Linked DNA regions of Mus musculus: region 1 is linked to region 2. The links are chromatin contacts, called in public promoter capture Hi-C maps. All regions are on one chromosome and are shown on one strand. Each heading gives the region's core, a stretch centred on a gene start, on an enhancer-like site or on the middle of the called end of the contact. The rest is flanking DNA. Distances are from core to core; before and after follow the strand shown. Region 1 overlaps Gm2a (GM2 ganglioside activator protein). Region 2 overlaps 9530068E07Rik (RIKEN cDNA 9530068E07 gene).

What was found. Promoter capture Hi-C pulls out the DNA fragments that hold promoters and counts their contacts.
Region 1: a promoter capture Hi-C map of liver shows a contact between it and region 2, with 6 times the contacts expected there. The contact joins two enhancer-like sites. A contact is called at or near these places in 2 of 39 promoter capture datasets (both in liver).

What each region holds. Positions count from the first base shown.
Region 1 is chr11:55,101,961-55,108,635 of GRCm38.p6, forward strand. Gm2a (GM2 ganglioside activator protein) reads left to right here. Exons shown (of 4, transcript NM_010299.3): 2 at 1,627-1,788. Among named protein-coding and RNA genes, the nearest start is that of Gm2a, 7.3 kb to the left of the region's middle. Within about 2 kb of position 3,646, at least 53 of the 459 cell types and tissues checked have an H3K27ac peak or open chromatin away from gene starts, as enhancers often do. A contact at or near this core is called in liver, where this site is marked.
Region 2 is chr11:52,399,308-52,405,869 of GRCm38.p6, forward strand. It overlaps 9530068E07Rik (RIKEN cDNA 9530068E07 gene), which reads left to right. Exons shown (of 3, transcript NM_153117.2): 2 at 3,739-4,250. Among named protein-coding and RNA genes, the nearest start is that of 9530068E07Rik, 6.2 kb to the left of the region's middle. Within about 2 kb of position 3,019, at least 19 of the 459 cell types and tissues checked have an H3K27ac peak or open chromatin away from gene starts, as enhancers often do. A contact at or near this core is called in liver, where this site is marked.

The DNA.
Region 1 (6,675 bases), core at 2,396-4,895, 2.7 Mb after region 2:
TGTACGTGCTTGGAACCCACCTTAAAACTTTTGACCCAAGGCAGTGCCAGGCCTTGTGTCATAAGGGTCACATACATTGCCTCTGGCCATAGGGTCACACACACAGCTTCTTGTGTCATAATTCCAAGGCTTGGCAGAGAGAAGCTGTGGTCTAGCACGGATCAGGTGTTCTCTGGGTCCGGATGGTTATGAATGGGTTAAGATGGAGGCCAGGCTGGCAGATTTTCTAAGGCTGTGTGTGGATAATGGCAGTGCTAAGTGTCTTTGTAGGGGGTTTTGGGGGTGGGGCATGTGAGTGTGTTTTGAGAGGGAGAGACAGGCAGACAGGCAGACAAACAGACAGACAGAGGTGTAGAATGAATCCCAGATCCTAAGGTTCTGGGGGCTGGTGGTCACATTTGTTGGATCTAGGTCACGTGGAGGAAGATTTGAGAAGTTCCTCTGCAGAGGAGTGGTGGGTGACTCAGGTTGTGCCTATGGTGTGGTTCACGACAGGGGAGTAAGAATGTGGGTGTAAGGTGAGAAAGTCATTGCTCGTCACTGAGGGACCTCCTGTAGATCTTGTCCTGTGGGTCTTGTTCCCTGGACGCTGAGGCTTGGGTTACTGTTGTTTCTCCTTGTGTTCTTTCTCCTTGTTCCCCCTTGTTGCCGACCTAGGATTGGACAAGGGGTGGGGCATAATCAGGCTCATGGGCATGGAATACAAGGGTGACTTTCAGCAGCTTGTCTTGTGGTGACCTCCCAAAGCTAGCTGGAGAGAAATGGGTGGCAGGGTCAGAGCTCAGAGAAGGTACCCTCAAAGCTAAATGAGGCTAATACCATTATTAAATAGAGTATTTTCTGTATTCATTGACTTGTATACAATGTATCTGTATCGTATCCAATCCCACATTCCCTTTCAATCCAGCGCACCTGCCTGCCATTTTTATCTTCTCTTAATAACCCACTGAGTCCAATTATTGCTTCTCATATGTGCATGGGTTAGGACATGGCTATCTATGAGTATCACAAGCCCCCAAGGTATAATGACTCCTCCTCTCTGTAGCCACCACTGCCAATACTTCCTTAGCTAGGGGTGATTCCTCTCTCCCTCCCTCCCTTCCTCCCTCCCTCCCTCCCTCCCTTCTTTTGTAGCCTAGGCTGGTTTAGAATGACCACATCTTCCCTTGAGTGTTTACATTATGGGCTTGCACCCATACAGCTAGCTAAGTCTCTCTCTCTCTCTCTCCTGCCCTGCCCCAGAACAGGGTCTTGTGTATCTAGACTGGCCTGACATGGGCTATGTAGTTGAAGATGACCATGAATTCCTGATGTTCTACCTCCCAAGTGTTGCCCCTGCCACCACACTGGGTTTGTGTCATGCCAAGGATAGAGCCTAAGGTTTCCAATATGCCAGGTAGACATTCCACCAACGGAGCGACATCCCAACCCCCTTAGTTTTAAAGTTCAAGGTCTGATATAATGGGCCTAGGCCCTGCACTTTGGCATTTTGCCTGAAGAATGGGTCAGACAAGTGTGACTGTTACCATGGAGCTCAGAGGGGAATGGGCAGGCCTCCCTCCAACTCTTGTATGCTGAAACATTTCTTTTCCTCCACTTCTCTCCTTGCTGTCTCGTTGTCCCTAGCTTTCCCAACTTGGTGGCTTCTCCTGGGATAACTGTGATGAAGGAAAGGACCCTGCAGTGATCAAAAGCCTCACGATCCAACCTGACCCCATTGTGGTTCCTGGAGATGTAGTCGTCAGCCTTGAGGGCAAGACCAGCGTTCCCCTCACTGCTCCTCAGAAGGTAAGCCCCAGGCTGTGTGGACGATGGACGGGGAGTGGGCAGCCAGCAGGCGCCATGGAAACTCATGCTCATAGATTGTGAAAGACTTCAGACTTTGCAGACTTACCACAGACTTTCCCGGGTTCATAGAGTCTCAGGGTCAGGGGATGGAAGGGAAACCCAGGTCAGCTGGGATTCACCCATTCATGCACTTGGATATGGCGGCCCAGTGTTCACCATGGACTCCTCTGTGTTGTTTTGATGTATAGCCAGTAGCCAGGGACATAAGGCTATTTTCTTTTGTTTTGAGACAGGGTCTCACTCTGTAGCCTATGCTGGCCTTGAACTTGTGGTAGGCCTGCCTGCCGCAGTTTGGTTGTGGGCATGAGCCGCCACAATGTGGACTCTCAGAGCTGAATGAACAATGCTGTTTCCTTTATCCATACTGCATGCATTTATTTTTTAAAAAATACATATGAAAACAAGCAGTGCTTTGTATGTATGTTTTGAGGGAGGGCTTTATGTAGCCTTAGCTGGCCTTGAACTTGCTGTGAGCTCCTGGCTCTCTGGCCTCCACTTCTTGAGTACTCAGATCACAGGGGTACTACCACACCTGGAATGGACCCCGGGGCCTCTCATGCATATTAGGTGAGCACTCTGCCAAAACCACATCCCCAACTTTGTTTCTGTTCTTTTGAGCCAGGGCCTTCCTTAGGTAGTTTAGGCTGCCCCACAACTTAATGTAAGTACCTAAGGATAGCCTTGAACTTCTGCTCCTTCTGCCATCACCTCCCGAGGACTGGGATTACAGGCGTGTGCCACCATGAATAGCTTCTATTAAATGTCTTCTCCTAGCCTAATTCCTTAGGAGCTGCTCATTGTTGGCTGTTACGGATCCTCCCAGAATCTTCACTCATTGTTCTAATGAGACAGCGTGATTAATTTGGGAGACGCCATGCGGGCTAGAATTTGTCCGTATAATAATGATCTATTCATACTCTCCTGACTATGTACCTTCACATTAAATGTTTTTATTTATTATTCTTGTGTCTGCATATGGAGATGTGGGGTGAGGCCCACACGACACAGGGAACAGGGACAAGTTGTAGAGTTGGTTCTCTCCTTCCACCTTTTTGTTGGGTTCTGGGGCAGGAACTCGGATCGCCAGGCTTACAAGGCAAGCACCTTGTCCTGCTGAGGCAGCCCGCTGGCTCAGATGCACGCTTTTAAAGCTCTTTTGATAATCAATGCCCAAATGTCTCCAAACAGCCAACCAGGTTTACACCTACACTGACAGCTGTGTTTTCTTCCCCACACAATTTTTGACACTAAGAGTCCGAGTCTTGGCCAGTCTCTAATGTCATCCCTCATGAGGGCGAGCGATCCTTTCACAGTTCACTTGCTTTTTAGATCTATTTGGGGACATCAGCTTATTCCCACCCATTGCCCAACTTTGCATGTGTTTTTGTATATTTTCTTATTTTATAGTAAAGGCATCTTGTGGCACTGTTTATTGTAGCTCTTCACTCTCTGGTTAGAGTCACCACCTTTCTAAGATGTTCTTATATGCCCTGCAGTCTCTTTCTGGTCCAGACCTATTCTGGAACACGTTTAGATCATTTAAGAGATTTTGGGAGCCAAGCCTGGTGATGCATGCTTGTATATTATAGCACTTAGGGAGAAGTACAGGAAATTCAGGAGGTCAAGTCATGTTCAGTCTCACGGCCAGTTGGAGACCACCCTGTACTGTTGGGCTCAATTTTCTGAGTCTTAGGCATCTCTTGAGCAAGAACTGAGTTAATCAGTAATGTGGATGGTGCTTTACTCAGTGCCTAGCACACAGGATGTGCCCAGTTCGTGCTGGCACGTGTTGACATGTCAATCATTGTCAGTGATTGAGCTAGAAGGCCTGGAGAGATCTCAGTGCCTCTCCACCCCTGCCCATGGCTTCTCCTTGCTGATCTAGTACATTTTCTTCAGCTATTATCCAATAGGAAGAGGTCAAGTCCCGTGGATAAAAAAGGACAGAATTTGTCCAGATTGGAAAGGGAGACTGGCTGCTGAACTGAGTCTGCCAGTGTTGCCTGAATGCTATTCTCTGCTCTCAATGTTGAATCTGGAGTGGGTGGGTGTGTGCACATGTGTGTATGTATGCCTGAGCACATGTATATACATATATGTGGTGACTAGAGGTCAATGTTAGGTGCACCCCTCAACCTCTCTTCACCTTAGATGGGGTCCCATTGTGCCTGGAGTTCATCAGTTTGGCTAGAAAGATGGCCAGTGAGCTCCAGGGTCTGCCCAACTTTGCTTCTCCAGTGCTGAGCCTGTGCCAGCCACTACATCTAGATTTTTCTGGGATCCTGGCATCTGAGCTTAGGTCCTCATGCTTGCCTGGCAGACACTTTACCAACTGAGCCATCTCCTTAGCCCTGAGTGGTTTTAAACTTCTTTTTGTTTTGTTTATTTGCTTGAGACAGGGTTTCTCTGTGTAACCTTAGTTGTCCTGGAACTCATTCTGTAGACCAGGCTGGCTTCAAATTCAGAGATCTGCCTGCCTCTGCCTCCCAAGTGCTGGGTTTAAAGGCGTACGCCACTGCCACCCAGCTGATTCTTAGGTGTTTGAACATAGTGTATATTGTTGTGAGATCTAGACACAGCTCTATCCATGTGGCGGAGCAATGGCCTGTGTTAGGAAGGGGTTGCCAAGGGCCTTAGCAAGTGCCTTTACAGTGCATGTCTGTGGACTTTAGGAGTTGGTTTAGTTGTGCCAGGTGAACAAGCGCTGCAGCCGAGGATACATGGGATATACTTCTGAGCCCTGCTGGTCGTAAGTTTGAGATGGATAGGATTAATTCCCTAATGGCAGGTTGTGGCTGCTGCCTAGGGACTAGCCTTTGACATCACTGACTTCTGCCCTGGGCTTCCAATGCTGTGCTGATCCTGGGCTGGGGAGGAGCAGTTGTGGGGGAAGCTCCATAAACATTCAACTGTAAGTTGGTTACTTCTGTTTAGTTGGTGACTGCTTCAAGTTCCTCTTGGGGACCTTGGCTAAATGAGGGGAAGAAGAATGTGAAGCCGCTGGCAGTAGGTTTTGTGTCCTGAGGCTCCTAAGTGCTGGCCAGGTGCTATCTTCCTCAGTGGGACCTCACAAAAGGCAGAAGTACTGTGAAAACCATCCCACTCTTGACTGAGGAAGTAGAGACTGAAGGCATTTGACCAACTCCCTCAGGGGCAGAGCTACTCTCCAGCTCAGGCCCTCTGGCTGTTCCTCATCTGAGGAGAAATAGACTTTCTTAGCAGATGAGGCCGGCCAGAGGAAAGGTCACTGCACAATCAGGATGGATTCAGGTTAGCAGAGCAGGCCACCGAGGCAAGCAGCTTCAACTCCGCACAGGATTCAGGCTGTGTTGCCTTCACCATTTCCCGGCCTTGAAGAAGACAGCCTGTACCTCTTGTACTCGGTCATTTGAAGATTCAGGCAGCAGTCTGGGACTAGTGGAGTCTGGAGGAATGAGTACCATCCCCAGATTTATCTCTCAGAAGCAGAACCCCAGCCAGGGTGATGGCTCACATCTGTAATTAATCTCAGCATCTGGGAGGTCATGGCCACTGTCTGCTGCACAGCAAGTTTAAGACCAGCCTGAGCCACATACAAGCCTATCACACCAAGATCCAAACAAAGAACACAAAGGTGAAACCCCCTGATCTAGTAAGGTTGAGACGCAGAGGTCGCTCGCATGTCTGAGCTGAAAGGGTTCTGAGCCGGGCGTGGTGGCGCACGCCTTTAATCCCAGCACTTGGGAGGCAGAGGCAGGCGGATTTCTGAGTTCGAGGCCAGCTTGGTCTACAGAGTGAGTTCCAGGACAGCCAGGGCTAGACAGAGAAACCCTGTCAAAAAAGAAAGGATTCTGAGAACTGCGGCTTCCAGGCTGGGGAGATGGCTCAGTTGATAACATGCTTCCTGTGCAAGCACGAGGACCTAGATTCAACCCCCCAGGCATGATGGTCTACATACTCGGAACCCTAGGTCTGAGGAGGAAGAGATGGGAGGACCCCTAGCAGACCTGCTGAGTTAGTGGGAGACCTACTTAAAAAAAAAAAAACCCAAGTGAATGATGGACACACACACACACACACACACACACACACACACACACACACACGCACCCTCCTGTACCATGCTCAGGAATCATGTGGGGAGCGCTGATTTCCCGCTGACCACTCTGTGCACCTTTTCCTTCCTGGTTTTGGTGGGACACAGAGAGACAGCTGGCATGCACAGCAGCTGGTATAGTTAGTCTTCTGTATGTGCCAGTGAATCGGGCTTTTTGCTTGGGAGTCCCGGCTGCTTCTCCTCGGTCAGGTAGGCAGTGAGAACAAGAGTGGGGTTAGGCTGGCTTGGCAGAGGGAAGCCCATTCTAGGGTTCTCATCCAGCTCGGTCTGGAGAGGCCATTCAGCTTTTGGAACCAACTGCAATAAGGACCATAGACCAGTCTCAGAGAAATCTCCCTATCCATTTCCATCGGTTTGTTTATTGTTGCAGTCTAGATCTGTAGACCAGGCTGGCCTTGAACTCGCAGTTCCCCGCCTTTTCCTCCAGGCTACCATTATTTCAGATATTCATTGCTGTACCTAGCTACATTTCCATGTATAACTGTATCATCTGTGATACAAGAGAAAACGTATGTCAGGAGCAACCAACAGAAAGATTCTACAGCTAAGAATGGATAGCTTAGAAGGCCACCGAGGACATGTGCCACAGTCATTCAGCTAGTGTGATGGCAGTGCTTTGGTTCCTGTCATTGGATAGCGACAACTGGAGGATGGTGTGTTGGTCAGAGAGAAGAGACATTCACATTTGGTGATCAGTGCCCACCACGTGCTCAGGTAAGGTTGAATACTGG
Region 2 (6,562 bases), core at 1,769-4,268:
TTAGTGTGTGTGTGTGTGTGTGTGTATGTATGTATGTATGTGTGGTGGTGGTGGTGGTGGTGGTGGTGGTGGCGTCGAGTGTGAGTGTGGAGGTCAGAGGGAACTTAGGGTCCACTCTGTTCCCATCGTCCTTCTGTTCCACGTGGATTGTTTGCTTTCTTCACTTTTGAGTTTTGAGGTTCTTGATTTTAGGAACACGTCCTTTGTTGTTTATGGAGCTTGCAAACAGTCTTTGCACTGTAGCTGGTCTTTTTATCTTGGGAGGCTCTTTGACAGAGCAGAAGTTTCTCTTTCGAAGAATAGCAGTTACGAGTTTTTCCCTTTTACGCATTGTGCTTTTACTTTATTGGTAAAATTTTTTTTTTTTTTTTTTTTTTTTTTTGGTTTTTCCTGAGACAGGGTTTCTCTGGATAGCCTTGGCTGTCCTGGAAGTCACTCTGTAGACCAGGCTGGCCTCGAACTCAGAAATCCGCCTGCCTCTGCCTCCCGAGTGCTGGAATTAAAGGCGTGTGCCACCACGCCTGGCTTATTGGTAAAATTTAAGAACTTCTTTTCTAGTTCCAGACTGCAAATATTTTTCTCCTTTTTTTTTCTAGTTTTGTCCTTTAATATTTTATATTTTACTTGACTTATGCTTATTTTAATTTTTGTGTGAGGTGTGAAGCCTAGGCTCATCTGGCTTGGTAGCGTGTGGATTACCCTGATGGACTTGCAATATCATGTCAGGGTTACAGCCTAGAATAAACAGCAGCATCTTCTCCACATTCTCCCCGTCAGTTCTTTCTCGTTGTGGGTTGACCCCAGGACCTGCCGCACACAGCTGGCCCATTACTGCCCTGTGGCTGGCATGGAGAACCTTGGAAGACTTTAAAGGAACAGGGTTGGTTGCTCATTGTTTCAGGGGTTCCTGTCTATGGTTGCCTGGTGTGTCGCAGGAGGGGTCTGTGGTAGAGGGCGGTGCTTAGTGAGGCTTGAATGAGCAGAGTTCTGGTGATTTGTGGACATTCTGACGAATGGGAGTGTTGGGAGTTTGAGGGAGCTTCGGGGAGTTGGAAGGAAAATGGACTAGGAAATTAGCGTAACCACTAAGAGTTACACACTGGGTAGAAGCTTCCACACTGGATTTCAGATGAAATGAAAACAGTGGTATGGTTGTGTTTCCAGCTGTGGGCAGCTGTCTATTGCCCTTGGGGATAAAGAATTTGATTTAGCCTTTGCCAAACGAGGGAGACTCCATATGAGTGGGGAGACCATTAGCCATGGACGCAAGAGGGATTCGAGTGCTTGGCCACACCATTGACCTATGAGAAGGAGTTGGTAATAGTGGAGCTAGAGGCTGATGGGTAGTTGGGCTGACTCAGCAGAAGAGAGGTCATGGGCTTTGAAATAGAATAGCAGTTACCAGTTCCAAATAGGAGGTCTTCTCTGGATGAGACAGAACCCTGCAGTTAGGAGCTAAAGTCTTCTGATGAGGAGACCTGCCAGGTGTGGGAGATGTGTGCCCCCAAACCAGTGGCCCTTCTGGGGACGAATGGGAAATTGTGTGCGGAGCAGACCCTTCTGTCTGTGCAAGGGTGTGGGAGGGAAACCGGCTGTGGAGGAAAGGGCTGTAGGACCTGTGTGTTTGCAAGGGAATCAGATTTCTGTCACGACAACAGAGAAGCAGAGGAGAGATCTGCAGGGCTCAGGAGAGGGTTTTGTGTACTTATTTCTGCCCTTCCCAGTGCAGGTCCATTAGAGACCATCCAAAAAGGTAGGTAGGGGGAGACGAATTTTTTTGTTGTTGTTTATTTTGGAAATAGGGTCTCCTGTAGTCCAGAGTGCCCTCAAAACTAGCTGTGTACTGCTAGCATACCAGGTGTGTGTTGCTATGCCTGGCTCTAATGTACTGTCTTTTAACATTTGTTTTTCTGATGCTAGGGATCAAACCTAGTGCCCCACTTATACCAGGCAACATCGTTAATTCTATTATCTTTATAAACTATTTCTTCTTCTCCTCCTTCTAAGATTTATTTGTAAGAGTATACTGTAGCTGTCTTCAGACACACCAGAAGTGGTCATCGGATCCCATTACAGATGGCTGTGAGCCACCATGTGGTTGCTGGGAATTGAACTCAGGACCTCTGGAAGAGCAGTCAGTGCTCTTAACTGCTGAGCCATCTCTCCAGCCCCCTAGTTTTCTTTGTTAGAAATTGTTTTTCTGGGAGACGTCTATCTAATTAAGACCCTCTACTCAGAGATTGACTACACTGTTCAGTTTAGCAGCTTTCCTCTGTGGACTGTCTCCATTGATTCTTCTGTTAGGTGGAGTTACTCTGTAAACAGTTTTAGCTGTACTTCAGTGAACTTCACTAAGGAGGTAGGGGCATAGGGCTGGAAGATTGTGCAAGCATTTGGCCTCGTTTCTTACCTGGGGCCTGCCTTCCCAACCTTTACACTGCTGTCACTAAGCTTTCAAGTTTCTGGTTCTTGTCCCTTAGAATTTTGGTGATATAAAAATTTTAAGAGTCTTCAAGTATCACTTAGAGATGCTGTCTACAGCTTGTTTGTAGCTTTGTATACTGGTTATATGCTTGAAACAAGATTTTTTTTAAGAGTAAAAGTCTAGCCTCTGGCAGCCCCAACAAACTAGGCACTGTTACCTATCTCCAGTGTTGCAAATTAGAGTCAAGGAATACTGAAAAGCAAATAATTAATGTGGCTATTTTGGGGAGAGAGAGAAACCGAGAAAGAGGTTTAGTGACCCCTAACCCCTATTTTTAGGAAGACCCTGACAGGAACTTTGAGCATGGGGCAGGGAGGGGGGCAAATGGTGCATAATTGAGCATCCGGTCAGGGTGTAGTCTGGGATTCTTATCTCTGGTTTGATTCTACAAGGTGGTCAGAAGTTCCTATTGCTGGAGGGGACATGGAGTTCTCAGGGGATGTACTCCAGTGCTGGGGTACACCCTCTCCCTGGTGGATTGCGACTCTGTTCTAGGAGGGCCTGTTCTTTGTAGAATCCAGGGTGCCGACAGGGTTAGGACAGTGGCTGGAAGGATGACACAGACCAGACAGACACTTTGACTGCTTACCATACCAGCCTGCAGAGGGAAGCAGGACACGGACAAAGTGAAGGCTTTTACCTGTCCTTTCTCGTGTTCTGGGCTCCTTTGAGGGTCAGTCAATTTGGGCAAAAGAAGTTTCTAAGTACCTGTTGTATACTATATTTATTTCCAGATTCTGTGTCGAGAGAGAGAGAGAGAGAGAGAGAGAGAGAGAGAGAGAGTGTGTGTGTGTGTGTGTGTATGTATGTATGTGTGTGTGTGTGTGTGTGTGTGTGTGTGTGTGTGTGTGATGTATGTGTACTAATTGTGTTTTGTGTCCCAAGGCCTCCCCCCTCTCTGTTCTGGCAATGAGATAGAGCCTGGACAGGGCCGGCTGAGTTCTGGTCTTTGACAAAGGGAGACAGTGCAGGTGGGGTGAGTGCTGTGTGGACTTTGAGGCTGACCTGAAAGCTGATGCTTGTTTATTCTTTGAGTGCTAGGCTGTTCAGGCCATTACTGAGCAAAACAATTATTACCAGAGATTAACTGACCAGGAAGAAATGGAATTGATTGCTAGCCATTGAAACTTAACTAGATCTTAAGAGAAAGCTGCAGGAATTTATTATATGGAAGAGAAATGCTCAGGAAAAAAATGGTAAATCCATTTTTCTCTTGTAAAGGTTAGCAATGTTGGGATGCTTTTGTTTTTCAGATAGATCAGAGAATCCTCCAAACAATGCTACCGTTTCTTCTCCAGTTGTGGTGACTGCGCCTGGAAACCACACCAGCCCTTCTGTTTCCCAGATCAGCACCACACTTAGCCCAGCCAGTGCAGAGAAAAGTGGGAGCAGCTCTGCGGCGCCCACCCCCACTGCTGCTCCGTCTGCGCCCGAGGAGGAGGCTGACAGCAATGAGGACCCCAGCATGGAGGAGGAGGACCTCCTGGCTCTCAACAGCTCCCCGGCCACAGGCAAGGACACCCTGGACAATGGCGACTACGGAGAGCCGGACTACGACTGGACCACCAACCCTAGAGATGAGGAGCCTGAAGACATCAACATTGCCATCAGCAAGGAGAGCAGGCGCTTCAGGGGCTTCCAGGACTCAGTGGAGGTCGTGAAGCTCCCGCCCCCCAACAGGGAGGATAGCCATTTCTTTTTTCATCTCCTTATTTTTGCTTTCTGTGCAGCTGTTGTGTATGTTACCTATCACAACAAAAGGAAGGTAAGTTGGGATTTTAGCCCTTTCTGTAATTCATTGTCTCGGCCACATTTGTATAAATTTTTTCAGTCAGTTTGAAAGTCCTGATAAATGTTAACATTTCTAATGAAGTTATGAGTCCGGTAATTAGAGAAATGAGGAATAATGAATGTCACATGTGCTTCTAGGAAAGTACTTGAATTTCTTTCATAATGAACTAAATCAAAGGCAGTGAGTTGTTTTTTTTTCAGACAGGGCCTCACTAAAGTAGCCTTGGCTGTCCTGGAACTCACTCTGTAGACCGTGCTGGCTGGAACTCACAGAGCTCCACTTGCCTCTGTCTCCCAAATGCTGGGGTCAGATGTGTGCCACTATGCCTGGCTTGTATTTCTTAATTTGGTAATGATGCTTCAGTGGGAATGTTTGTGGAGCAAGAGTATTAATTTAATTTATTATGCATTCACTAACTGACCTAACAATAATGTTATTTTCTGGCTACCAAGGATTGGGCTGGGGATGTGACTCCATTGGTAGTTCTTCCCTAGTGTACGTCAAGCTCTGGGCTCATTTCCCAGCATCACATAAACCTGACCATGCTAACACTTCTGTAAGCCCCGGTGAATCCCAGAGGATCAGAGATTCAGGGTTAGTCCTTGTCAGCTTTGACTTTGTACGGAGGGACAGGGCTATATTTTTAAGAACCCGCCTTAAAAAGAAAAGAAAAAAAAGGATCTTATATATAAGCAGAGGTAGTGCATGCTTGTAACCTTGTCTCTTGGGGAGTAGAGGCAGGTGGGTCACTGTTGCTCATGGCCAGCTTAGACTGTTTGGAACTGTGTCAAAGATAATTAGCTAGGCTGGAGAAATGGCTCAGTGGTTGAGAGCTCGGGCTGCTTTTGCAGAGGACTGGATTCCCCACACTCACGTGGTTGTTCGTACCCTGTAACTCTACTTCTGTGGAATCTGGTTATAAACACACAAACAACACTCCTCCCAAGCAACATGTTTAATGTAGAGAATGTAGAAATCTCAAGACTTTAGGAAAAAAGGAAAGTTTACGCTGTCACTCAGAGCATTAAAATATACCTTAAACGTATTATTGGTTCACAGGTACACATATACACACATTCCATAGTTTTTTACTGAACGTTATATAGAATTTTACATTTTGCTTTAAAATCTTAGGTAATTGTGGGTGTGGGGCCCTTGCCGTAGTCTTTGTGTGGAGGTCAGAGGACAGTTTTGTAGACTTGTTTTCCACCATGCTTGTGTGACAGTGTCTTTACTTGCTGAGTCATCTCAACAGCCCAATATCTTATTTATTTATTTATTATTGCTTATTTTGAATTGTGTGTGTGTGTGTGTGTGTGTGTGTGTGAGAACACATTGCCACCAGGGGCTGAGTTATAGGTGTGAGGTGCCTGAGGTGGGTGCTGGGCTCTGAACTTGGTCCTCTGTAAAAGCACTCACCAACTGCTGAGCCGCTTTTTCAGCTCCAGTAACTTGTGTTTTGCCAAACAAATTATGGATATTTCCCACAGCATATGGCCCTCATTTCATCTTTTATTTTTGAGATTATAATATATCATTTCCTCCCTCCTTATCCTTCTAGGTACCCCTCCTTGCTCTTTCAAATTCATGGTCTTTTTCATTAATTGTTGTTACATGTATATACATTCTTAAATATATACTTATATATGTTCTTGAATAGAAATATATATTTGCAGTGCTCCAGGGCAGGGGAACAGGGTGATCCTGAGTGTTGAGACCCTGCAGCGATCGGTGCTGAGAGGTTTCTAGGCCTGTGCTACCAGGAACTGGCCAAAAACTGGATTCCCCACAGCCAGCGTGAGGGGCACAGTGGGTGCCATAGGACTGGTATGGTCCTCAGACTGGCCGTTGACCCTGGACTGGTTGCCTCCCATCAACGGCAAGTTTAAGGATGATTAGGCCGCCCCTCCCCCACCACAGGCCTCGCTGGTGTCACGCTGCTGCCTTAGTAACAGCTTAGCCCTGTGGAGGATGCTGAGGAAGCCCACATCACTCCAGGGGCGTCTGCATTGATGGACTCTGGGGCTGCCTTGATGGGTGCAGCATTAAACCATGTTCTTACAGCTGGGGGTGGGGGAAACAGATATTCATCAGAATAACCTGCTTAGCATGCATGTCACTTGTATGTGCACTTTCAGGGCTGACCATTTATTTTTTTTATTTTATTTTATTTTTTAAAGATTTATTTATTTTTATTATATGTAAGTACACTGTAGCTGTCTTCAGACACTCTAGAAGAGGGAGTCAGATCTCATTACATATGGTTGTGAGCCACCATGTGGTTG